Regions from separate parts of the Mus musculus genome. Here region 1 is linked to region 2. A link is a contact called in public Hi-C data. All regions are on one chromosome and are shown on one strand. Each heading gives the region's core, a stretch centred on a gene start, on an enhancer-like site or on the middle of the called end of the contact. The rest is flanking DNA. Distances are from core to core; before and after follow the strand shown. Region 1 overlaps Gm30144 (a long non-coding RNA gene). Region 2 has its middle 25 kb from the start of Slco4a1.

What was found. Hi-C and Micro-C count contacts between places; a contact is called where the count stands out from the background.
Region 1: a contact with region 2 is called in a Hi-C map of bone marrow-derived macrophages, with 2.3 times the contacts expected there. The contact joins two enhancer-like sites. A contact is called at or near these places in 4 of 15 datasets of contacts at CTCF or cohesin (the NIH/3T3 cell line, embryonic stem cells, large pre-B cells and 1 more), 62 of 484 Hi-C or Micro-C datasets (the 63-12 cell line, the AML12 cell line, B cells and 39 more), 10 of 115 datasets of contacts at active chromatin or transcription factors (the 230-238 cell line, the HPC-7 cell line, acute myeloid leukemia and 5 more) and 1 of 9 other capture datasets (embryonic stem cells).

Annotation. Positions count from the first base shown.
Region 1 is chr2:180,566,649-180,572,524 of GRCm38.p6, forward strand. All of the region lies in intron 3 of Gm30144 (a long non-coding RNA gene), which reads right to left. Among named protein-coding and RNA genes, the nearest start is that of Mrgbp, 12 kb to the right of the region's middle. Within about 2 kb of position 2,608, at least 21 of the 459 cell types and tissues checked have an H3K27ac peak or open chromatin away from gene starts, as enhancers often do. A contact at or near this core is called in bone marrow-derived macrophages, where this site is marked.
Region 2 is chr2:180,428,685-180,434,029 of GRCm38.p6, forward strand. No RefSeq gene overlaps it. Among named protein-coding and RNA genes, the nearest start is that of Slco4a1, 25 kb to the right of the region's middle. Within about 2 kb of position 2,092, at least 20 of the 459 cell types and tissues checked have an H3K27ac peak or open chromatin away from gene starts, as enhancers often do. A contact at or near this core is called in bone marrow-derived macrophages, where this site is marked.

The DNA of each region.
Region 1 (5,876 bases), core at 1,358-3,857, 140 kb after region 2:
GCCATACAGCCAGATTATAAGGACAGAAAGGCTTCTGGATGCAACACCAGGGGGCGCTCTTCTATCACTTTGCCCAGGACTTACAGCCGTTGTCCTTGGGATCAGCAAAGACCTGACCATCACTCTCAGTTTGTTGATGATGAGTGCCATAATGCTGTCTTCAGCTGCGACTTCCTTCTCTTAGATGTTGGAGATCGGAGTTTGAGATTTTGGACTCTGAATCCCAGTAGTTACTGATGAGCTGCCACTGATCTCTGGGGGGAGGGGGTGGGGAGGAAGGGGGCGGGGTTGGGGGAGGGGTGCTGTGGAAATGGTTGAAGTCAATATTGGCCCCAGAAGTGCTATATTCAAAATAGGTGATGTCAAAACTGCCTGCACCGTGGAGATTTTCCTATAGGAATGGCTACAGTAGCCCAGGAAGACACAGTGCTGCTGGATTCCCTGCCAAGTGTGCGCTCTCTTCCATATCTTTTAGGAATGACCAATGCTGAGAAAGAGAGGCTGATTCTCACACTCTTGTAGATAGTTTTGTTTTCTTCCAGGATGGTTGATAAGGCAAGTAGTTATCTTCTCAGGACTCTGTCTGTCTCTGCCAAGTCAAAGGATCTGAGAGAGAGTCAGATTAGCACATCCCACCTTCCCAACCTCCCGAGCAATCTGGGAAAGAGGCCTGAATCTCTATTGAGCAACTTTATTGGTCACTCAGTCAAACAATCAAACAGATATACAGGTCGCTTCTCAGTGGCTGGGAATGTGACTCTCACTGTATACAGCTCTTCACAGATGTGTGCATCAAAATACATGCAGCACACATACACACCTGTCCACAGTCCTCACACAAAGGAACACATCCTTACTCTCTTTTGTTCCACTCTTCAAGTAATCTGAGCAGTCACAGGTTTTGAGAGCTCAATTGGCTTGCCAGTCTATCCACAGAGGCAAGCTTCCAATGCAATGAGAGGGCCTGTCGCAAGCCAACAGAATATAAAATGGCAGATGAAGAAACCGAAGTCCATCTATGACCCCTGTGTCTACACACAGGGTCTCTTTTATCCAGACTCTCTCATGAATCGCGCGCGCGCACGCGCGCGCGCGCGCACACACACACACACACACACACACACAAATAAAGCAACCAAAACATTTAAATTCATTTAAACATTTAAAATTCACATTTATATTCTCAGCTGTTCAAAATGCTTGGCGTGGAGCTCACATTAGCAGACGTGTCCATTTGTCTGTCTTTATAGGGATATTCAAATTTCAAACCCACGTTTATAACATATATGGAATCACATATCGCATACCTCTTGGGATCAAAGTCGATGTCCGAAATTCAGACCAAGGTGAAATGGATCTTTTTGGAAGACCTTATGGTGTCTCCAGAATCTTGACCAGACTAACACAGAACACAACGTCAACTTAAATTCACAATCAGTACCCCAGTGGGAAAAAAGACAGATTTCCTGTTTGGTAATCTTCTTGGATCAAATATACAAATGAAAGATATTTGGTCCTTTCTTGGATTAAATGAAAAAAGAATGGATCTGAGGAGATGGCTCAGTGATTAAGAGGACTTGTTCTGCTTGTAGAGAGAGGACCTGAGTTCAGTTCCCAACACCTACATCAGAAGGCTCACAACCACCTGTAATTATAACTCCCGAGGATCCTACATCGTCTTCTAGCCTCTACAGGGACCTACACATGTGCACACACATAAACTTCAGTTCTCCCCCTCCTACAAGCTTCCTACTTCTCTCCCCTGGAGAAGTGTGTTTGTCCTGAGAGGTCATTGTCCTGCCCTCCACCCTCTTCTCTGATTCCTGCCTGAGAATCAGAGAGCCTGGCTACAGGCTTGTGCTATAAACTCCCTCATCCTCAAAAGCATGTGACAAGAGACCTCCCTGCCATGAAAGCCTTGATCCCCTCTTTTCAGAACCCCTACTACACCATCTGTCTATGGGTGCCGAAGTCTTCTCAGAGCCTCTGCCATGCTGTTGTCTGTCAGTCTGTCCATATTGTTGATAACTCTTCTAATAAACTCCTTACCCCAACAATTCATCTCAGTGTCCTCTCAAACCCATGTTAAAGAACTCTAGTTAAGGCTAAGCCATGAATCCAAGCTGTCCCTGGGATAGAGCTTTATTCCTGACCCTCCAGACTAACAGAGGGCTAGAAATGGGAGGTGCTAGGGCCTGGAGGTGGTCTTCTGTTCCCAGAGAGCACAGGAACTCTGTCCAATGTAGTCACCCCACATGTGGTCTCCACAGGAAACATATGATTTCTCCTACCTAGAAAGCCACTGGCATCCAGGTGGGAACAGCTTTGATGGCCTGCAGGGTAAGAATTGGGCAGGAGTGGGCAGCAGCCTTTCTACCTACTACTAGCTAGAGTAAGGAGACAGGAGGCCAGGTAGTCTATTCTTCCTCCTGGGGTCCAGGTTTGCCCCATACTCACACTGGAGTTTCTGGTTCTGCTCTGAAAAAGCTCCCATAAGAAACAGTGAAGGAGACCCATGCTTGCCAGCCTTCCCCTACCCCCAGCCTGCTCAGTTTCAGGAAACTGGGATGTGTCAGCTGTCTGTTGAGATTTCATAAGCAATTGCAATGTGTCAAGCTTTGAAAGAAAACATCAAAAATACTTTTCATTTCCTCAGCCAAAGAGGAAAAGCACACACCCGAGGCAGAGAAGGAAGAGGCTCTATTCTCCACATCCACACTCCACAAGCTTGGGGATTTACAAAGTATGAGAGGGCCTCTTGCCCTGGACCTCGAAGCTGGCAAAAGTCCAAGCCGTAGGAAGGCAGCCAATTAGGTACAGCTAGCCAAGCAGGGAGACCTGGGACAGCCCAGCTCACTGCCAAGAACAAATGAAATCCCTGGGGTCTATCAATGACCCAGCTAGCCAGCCCATTTCTCCATCTCTACTGCAGCCCTGAGAGAACCTAGCCATACCAGCCTCAGTGACCAGAAACTTCAAGGAAAGAAAAGCCCCCTAAGGAGACTGGCCTTGAGTCCCTGGACAAGCCAGACCAAGACAGTGCCTTTCTTAAAGCTCACAGCGAGCGTTGCTCTCTAACAACCGTGTGACTGGAAGCTGTGAGAACTCTGTGGCTCTTGGAGGCAGCCCGACCACAGCAGGGACAGACGCAGTATCCAACAGGGATGTTTGGGCTCCATCAAACACATCTTTGCTCCAGTTACCAACACATAAATGAGCAGCCTGTGTCGCTGTGGACAAGTGAGAATGGCTCTCCTCTCTGAATCACCCAGGTCATTCAGGATTGTTCCTATATATACCCCATACCTCTGAGACCCAGATGATCTGTGGTTCTGAGAGCAGAGCTCTCAGCCCAGGAGGGAAGGAAGGGCTTATAAGGCTAGATGGAACTAGATGGATCAAGGACAAAAGGTCCCTCATTCTGAGATAGCACTAGCCTACACCCCTGGCCTAGAGCTTGTCTGTCTGTCCTCTCTCAGCCTGCTGTGCAGGGGTCACCACACAGACCTTAGGAAGATGAACTAATGAGGCACTTATCCCAGCGGGTGGCAGAGTATCTGCTCCAGGTCCACATAGGTCACCCCGATGAACCAAGAGAGTGTAAGAAGCTTGTGCACAGGGGCCGAACAGAACCGTGGCCTCTGCGCTGGGAGTCACAATCTCTGTACATAGTCGAGGGCAAAGGACTCTCAGGTAGGAACTACAGAGAGCTGAGCCAGGGATGTCTGCTCCCATGATCTGCGGTTATCAGAGCTCAGTTTGGAAGCTCCAACCACAGACAAGCCTACCACCAGCTCACAGCTCCTGGGCTCTCAGTATCTGCAATTCACATCCCATTTTTGCCGGACAGCATCTCTGTCCTATGAGCCAGTATGGAGCCGAGCAGGTAAGACTCAGGTCCATATCCTCCATAGGGTGTTTGGCACAGTGGTGACCCATAGCTCCCTTTTCTCCCCAGAAAGCCCTCAGTTTACTTGATAAATGATTCCTTTCTTCCTGAGAACCACTGGGCAAAGTGACAGTCTCCTTAGAGAGAGAATAGATTTACATCTGGGCCAACAGAACAGATTCCAAGACCTAGGGATGTGGTCCTCTCCAGCCCCATGGAGTCCCTGCCTTCAGCTTCAGTTCCGCACACTCCACAGCCCCAGAACCCTCCAGTTGCTCCCCATCCATCAAAAGAAGCTTGGTCTGCTTTACGCTTAACCCCCTCAGATGCCCTCTAACAAGAAACCAGAAGGAGGCAGGTACAGGGAGCCAGTGTCCAAAAGAGCAAAGGATCAAGATCTGCCCTTTTGGACCATTAAGGACACCTGTGCTCCCTCCATCCCTAAGCCTGAAGATGCAGCAGCCTGTCTCTGCCTTAGCTTCTGGGATCCCAGAGCCACTTGCATCCAAAGGCTTCATCTCCCTATGAACAAAGGCAGCCTACATCTAGGCAGTGCTGGGGAGACCCCAGTGCTTGAGAACAACCAGATGCGATCCTTTGGAGCCAGGTTAAGGAAGGTGTGATGGTTTGTATATTCTTGTACCAGGGAGTGGCACCACCTGGAGGTGTGGCCTTGATGGAATAGGTGTGACCTGGTTGGAATAGGTGTGTCACTGTGGGTGTGGGCTTAAGACTCTCACCCCAGTTGCCTGGAAGTCAGTCTTCCACTAGCAGCCTTTGGATGAAGATGTAGAACTCTCAGCTCTGCCTGCGCCATGCTCCCATGCTGGTTACTGCCATGCTCCCACCTTGATGATAATGGACTGAACCTCTGAACCTGTAAGCCAGCCCCAATTAAATGTTGTTTTTTATAAGACTTGCCTTGGTCATGGTGTCTGTTCACAGCAGTAAAACCCTAAGACAGAAGGGGATTAGCCCTGTTGGGCAGATCTTTTATATTCCTCTCTGCCTTCCCTACCTCCACAGCCATAGCCTCTGCCTACAGACATTTGTGGCTCAAAGTGAGAAGAAACTATTTTATTTAAGAAGCAGCAGGAAACAGTGACTTCATCAGAAATCCTAACTCTGTGTGCTGAGAAAGCCAGGGCTCAGGCCAGCAATGTGTGACATTATACATGTGCCTTATTGCTTAAAAAGAAAGGGGCAGTAACAGTATGGTAGCCTTCCATCCAAGGTCTCTTTCCCACAGGACACCTTTTCAATCTCTCTTTCTGTGTATGTGTGTGCATGTGTGTACATGTGTGTGTGCATGTGTGTACATGTATGTGTATGTGTACATGTGTGTGTGCATGTGTGTGTGTTTTCTTTATTGTATGTATGTTTTCTTTTCATTTTTAAAAATGTAGACAAAGAACATAAAGTCAGGTGGGGGAGGAAATCTGAAAAGAATTGGGGAAGAGGGAAAGAATATGATCAAAATATATTGTATAAAATGTTTTAGATAATGATTTAAATTTTTTACATGTTAAACCCTGTAACTACAGTTTTAGATGACAAAGATATTTATTCCCTTTGTTCTGTCTAGTATAGAGAGGAGCATGCAGCCTCAAAGCTGACCCAGAAAAGCAATTTCTCTTCTCTCTCTGATCCCGCCCTCAAATATATGAAGGGCTCCCAGTGGGACCTGATAAAAAGCAACCCTTGATTCCCAAGTTCTCATGAAAAGACAGGAGAGGTTTATTTTGTTTTCTGTTCCCTTTTCCATAAGGCCATTCCCTTTTGAAACGTCCTTTTCCATCAGACTTACAACATTTGTCCTATCCTCTCTCTCTGAGATCTTTCTCTTGCATTGGTCCCACTCAAGGGTTCTCTGATGACTTGGACCTTAAATTCCTGAGTCCTGAAATATCCTCATTGACTTGGTTTTTAGTTGTCAACATTATCTTTGCCAGAGGCATCAGAACCCCCTAGAACTGGATATAGGCAG
Region 2 (5,345 bases), core at 842-3,341:
GCCTACAGCTCTGTAGGGGCTGAGTTTCATCAGAGACTCTGGGACACTCGGCCGCAGCCGCCTTGTCCCAGTGCCCACTCCAAGGCTAAGCTTCTGGTTGGCTGTGGCCATCGAGCCTCCTTACAGTAATTGCTCTGATGATGCTAAATGTGTAGACTGCTTTCCCGGAAAACTGCTGACACACATGTCTGGGAAAGGGGGGGCTGGTGAGAGACAACCTGATCCATAGGACGCCTGATGGCTCAGACCTTAATCAATCTCTACTCTTGAAGCTAAAATAGTTGTGATTTATGAAATTCTGCAAGTCGGATCCCTGCGGCCCATGCGTTCTGAACAGCGAAGGGGAGGGCTCACTGGACAGCCTTTCTGCTGTGGTGTATCCACCGCCTCCTCGACTTCTCTGAGGTCCCTCTGTTCTCCCTGGTCTCTCAGTCTCTAAATGCAAATGAATACAGCAAACTGTATCTCCGCTGGGATCTGCCACACTCTCAGCTGCAGCCTTCAAGAGACCTACTTGACTCTTATCACTTTTGTTCTCCAGCAGACTTCTAGAACATGACACACAGGTTCACACAGTGGTCCTAGCCTGGGGCCATTCTCTCTGCAGGGAGAAATGCCAACTGAGGGAAGAGCCATTCTCTCTGGCTCTATTCATGCAGGACAAACACATTTGTATTAAGGTGTTGGTTAGAAGTTGACAGGAAATACCAGCTTCTATCCAGCTTCAATATATCTCCTAAGGCTGTGTGTGTGTGTGTGTGTGTGTTGTATGTGTGGTGCATGCATGGTGTGTGTGTTTTGTATGTGTGGTGTGTGTGTTTTGTGTGTGTTGTATGTGTGGTGTGTTTATGTTGTGTCCGTGCATGTAATATATGTGATGTGTGTGTATGTGTGTGGTGTGTATGGTGTGTGTGGTATGTCTGTGTTGTGTGTGTTGTATCTGTGTGTGTTGTGTGTGTGGTATGTGTGTGTTGTATGTGTAGTGTGTGTGTGCATATGGAGGCCAGAAATCAAGTTTCAGTGTTTTCTTCTATCACTCTCTACCCTATTTTTTGAGACAGGATCTGTCACTGAACCTGAAGCTTGTCGATTTGGTTAGACTGACTGGCAGCAAGTCCAAGTGATCTTTCTGCCTTTACCTCCTAAGTGAGCTGCTGCTCCTGGCTGTTGAACATGGGTGCTGAGAATACACACTCTGATCCTCATCCTTGCAGGGCAGATACTCAGTGAGCCAGATCCCCAGCCAGTGATGCATCTTCTTTGAAGACAGGCATGATCATAGAGAAGTGGACAAAAGACTGGAAACAGGTCTTTTCCTATATTCATATTCGTCAAGCTATAGGCTCATGATGAATGCTGGCCTTTGAATGCATCCAAGGCACACAGTCAGAGAATGAATTTTCTTCTGTCATACTTAAATTATAAACCCAGTTCTGGCGACAGAACTGATGAGGGGCCTGCTGGCAAGAAAATCAGAAAATCAGCCTCAATATCTGTCTGGGGAGAAGAACAGGGAAGGTTCTAAGGGTTCACGTTGACACAGTGCACCACAGTTCCAATAAAATCCCCAGAAACTGTCCCCGAGCAAGTAAGTTTCTGCCCCAAGATTTGCACATAGGACCAGCCGTTGAGTTTAACATTCAGTATTGGGGATGACCCATGAGAGCTAAATAAATTATGGCAAGAATGTGGGTGGCAACAGATGTGATATCCAAACACACTGAGTGGGACCAGAGGGTAGCTCAGTGGATGAAGGCACTGGCTGAGGAAGCCCGGCACACCTCGCTCTGTCCCCGGAACCCGCATTCAGGCTTCTGTGAGATTATCCTGATTACCTTAACTGATATGAGAAGGCCCATCTCAATTAGAGATAGGGCTATTCTCCACTGTGTAAGGAGAGGAGGGAAGCTAAGAGGCACACACACATTTGTTGCTCTTTCCTGTGATCAGCCACTTTAAGCTCCTACTTCACCTCCTTGCCATGATGGAACTGTGACCCGACATAAGTCCTTCCTCTCTTAAACTGTGTTTGTCTTGGTATTTTATCACAGCAACAGGAAAGTAAGGCACAGACAAAAGGAGAACAGGATCTTAGAGTTCTGCATAAGTTCCTTCCAGCTTTGCTCACAACAGCCAAGAGGCGGAAGCCGCTCAGGGGTCGTCAGTGAGTGAGGAAATGATGAAGTAAGTATATGGTCCACACTGCAGACTACCTCTCAGCTCTGAGGAGGAAAGGTATTCTGACAACACAAGGGAGCGCCAAAGGCGTAAGGAGGAGGGACATAAACCAGTCGCAAGAGGACAAACCTTACGTGATCAGCAACTTGAGTTCCCTTGAGCCACAAATGCCGCCGCCGCTCCAGCAATGACTACAAGACTGGGGAGAGAATGAATGCAGACTGGTGTCCAACAGGGATGGAGCCTTACAGAGGAGTTTAATGCTAGTGAGGGTCCCCCCCCCCCCAACGACGTGAATTAACTGAGTACCCTCAGCTGTGCCTTTGAAACAGACTCATAAGCCTAATGTTATGTGCGCCTTCCCAGAATAAAAACCCACATTAATGGCTTACCTACAATAGAGTCTAAGCACAGACACATGGCCGATGCATTTCAGACCCAGGTTCAGCTGTCTTCTGGAGGGGACGCCATTACCAAACCAGAACACCTGGTCCTGAGCCCAGCTATGGCTCTGGGTCAGATTTCTCGGCTCTCAGAGGTGCTGCCATCCATCTGTGTGGAGAAGGAGAGGGCACACAGTAGAGCTTGCTGTAAAGGTCAAAACCCAGACTGCATGTGCAATGCACTGAGCATGGTAGGCCACAGCTCCCACTGTACAGTTGTTCTCAATGCTTTCCATGGCCCCTCTGACCCTTGGACATGTGGACTCCAGGCCCTGTGAGCCCAGTCTAGCAAACAGGTAAAAGTCAACAGGTTTTGCTCTGCATCGGGGAGTTTGGGTCTAAGGGAAAGTCAGGGAGCAGGTATCATGGGAGCTGATTCTAGGGTGTGCTTCTCATTCACATGTCAAAACGGGATTAAGATAGAATACACTATCGGCAAAGGAAGGACTTCCACACATGTCAGAGGGGAGGCCGAGTATGGAGGGCCATGGGCCAGCAGCTGCAAGCATCCCCATAACATACTGAGTACCCAAGTGCTACCGAAGCAGAATTCCCACGTGTGAGACAACCGGGCCATCTGTTAGTCTTGGGGATCCCAAACCTTCCAGCAGAGTGAGACCGTGAGTAGGTGACATGGGGACCGAATGTGCAGACAGCCACCCAGTGAGATCGTGTTGGAGTCCCTTGAAATTCACATGGATGTTTGGCCATGTGTGATGCTCTGGAAACCCACCTAATAGGCCTATGCAGGCAGGCCCAGAACTGGCCATTAAATCTAGGCCTCATCTAACCCAGACATGCCAACACAGATGTCTGGGATACACCCACTATTAGCCAGAGGGGAAGCCAGGGCTTCCAAAGACTCTTGAAGCTGGGGGAGGAGCTCTCATCTGAGACTTCCCGCAGTACCCTGGAGTTACTGACACTCTGGGGCCTCTCCAGACTGTGTACCCGGGTCTTGACATGTCTGTGCTGGGCTGCAGCGTCTTTCTCTGTCTCCTCTGTCTCTCTGTCTCTCTGTCTCCCTCCCTCCTTCCCACTCCTCCTGGAGATGAAAGCTTCAAGAAGAGTCTTGGAACGTCTTCTGCCAGGTGCCCCAGGAGATCCACACAGTGTAGATAACTCTCATTGGCTCCCTCCAGCAAGGCCGGGTGCCTTGGGCTCAGCTGAAACACTTCCGCCCTCTCCTGGCTGAGGTGGGTACTACAGGGAGAGACTAGTGAGAAAAGCCGCCTGAAGCCCCTTCAGGAGCCTCAAGGGCTTCACCAGATCGTACAAGGAAAGTCCTGCGCTGAGGCATTAAGGAGAGACTTGGGGGAACCTTTTGGTCCCAGAACCGGGAAAGGAAACTAGAATAGTCTACAGGGCCAGGATTTTCTGTACCGCATAGAGTCCCACATTTTTATAAATGGGAATACGGGCAACATTATTTTCTAGTTGGAGAAACTGAGGCTTTGAGAAGCAGACACCTTTGTGGGTGCTGGATTGACACTCTAGGGCCTGTGACAGGCTTGGGGAGAAGCGAGAACAACAATAGCAATAAAGCCAAGGACGAAGCTAGCTCTGGTGCTGCTGCACTTAGTAGCCATGTTCTAGGTGCCTCACCAGCAGCACAGGCCCAGCATGCCCTGTGCAGGGTCTGGCCACGCCCCCTCGCAGATGTCTAGCACTGACTCTGAAGTCCTTACCATTAAGACCAGGTGGTATATAAAACGTGCAGGTTTTAGGGTTCGCTGTGGCCTTACGGATGGTAGGGCTCACCTCCATGAAGTTCATTCTAGGCTTTGTAGAGCGCTGAGCCGCAGCTTAATCAGGGCCCGGCCCATATGAGTCCCCACCATCACCTTAGAGCACAGGGCCAGTACTACACATGGCTACCAGTCCCTCCTCTGTAAACAAGCCTGGTTTTAATTTGAGGGTTCCAGGTCATAAGCCCTGGTTAAACATCCCTGACTGGATAGCTACTAAGAGAGGCATGGGACATCCAGGTGTTGCCAGCCAATGCACTCCCCAAAGCGAGGATTCACCACGTACCCTGCTTACTTCTGGAGCTGCCAGGTGGTACATGCTTGCCTTGCCACCCCACCCCCACCCCCGGCCTCCCAGATGCACCAGAGTTCTGAGGATCCTGTATTCTGGGAAGGGAAGTGCTATGCACCCGCTCCAACTGGCCACCAGATTTTCATACTATTAAAGCAAGCCTGGGCCTGAATATAGTCTAAATGGGGGGTGGGGGTGGGGCGCAGCATTCAGGACTAAACAGTCAGCTGTTTTACTCCAACCCCGGGTGTCTGGTGGTAATGTGGGGCCCATATGGCCTGCCAGAGCACAGAATGCAGAAGATTTAGTTAAAATTACTTCTCTCTTATGGTTCTGGGGCTAGATCCCAAGGCCTCGCGCCTGTGAATCAAATGCTCGAGCACTGAGCCACATCCCAGGCTGAAAAGCTTCTTTAATTTCTACTACCATTCTGCCAGCAGTGGGGCGAGCTCTTCTTTCTCCAGAATGATTGAAAAACAGCTTATGGGGAAAGATTCTGTCTCCCTGGGTCCCATCTGAGCCAGGATACAGGGAAGATGTCCCTTGGGATGGGGGCCTCCTTTGGTGGCCTCGCAGCCAACTCTGTGGAACCCAAGCTGCCTGCTTCCACTGTGGATCTACTCCAGACCTCCCTGCCTGGATCAGCCCTTGACGATCACTCTTGCTCCAGCCTGAAAGGTGCCC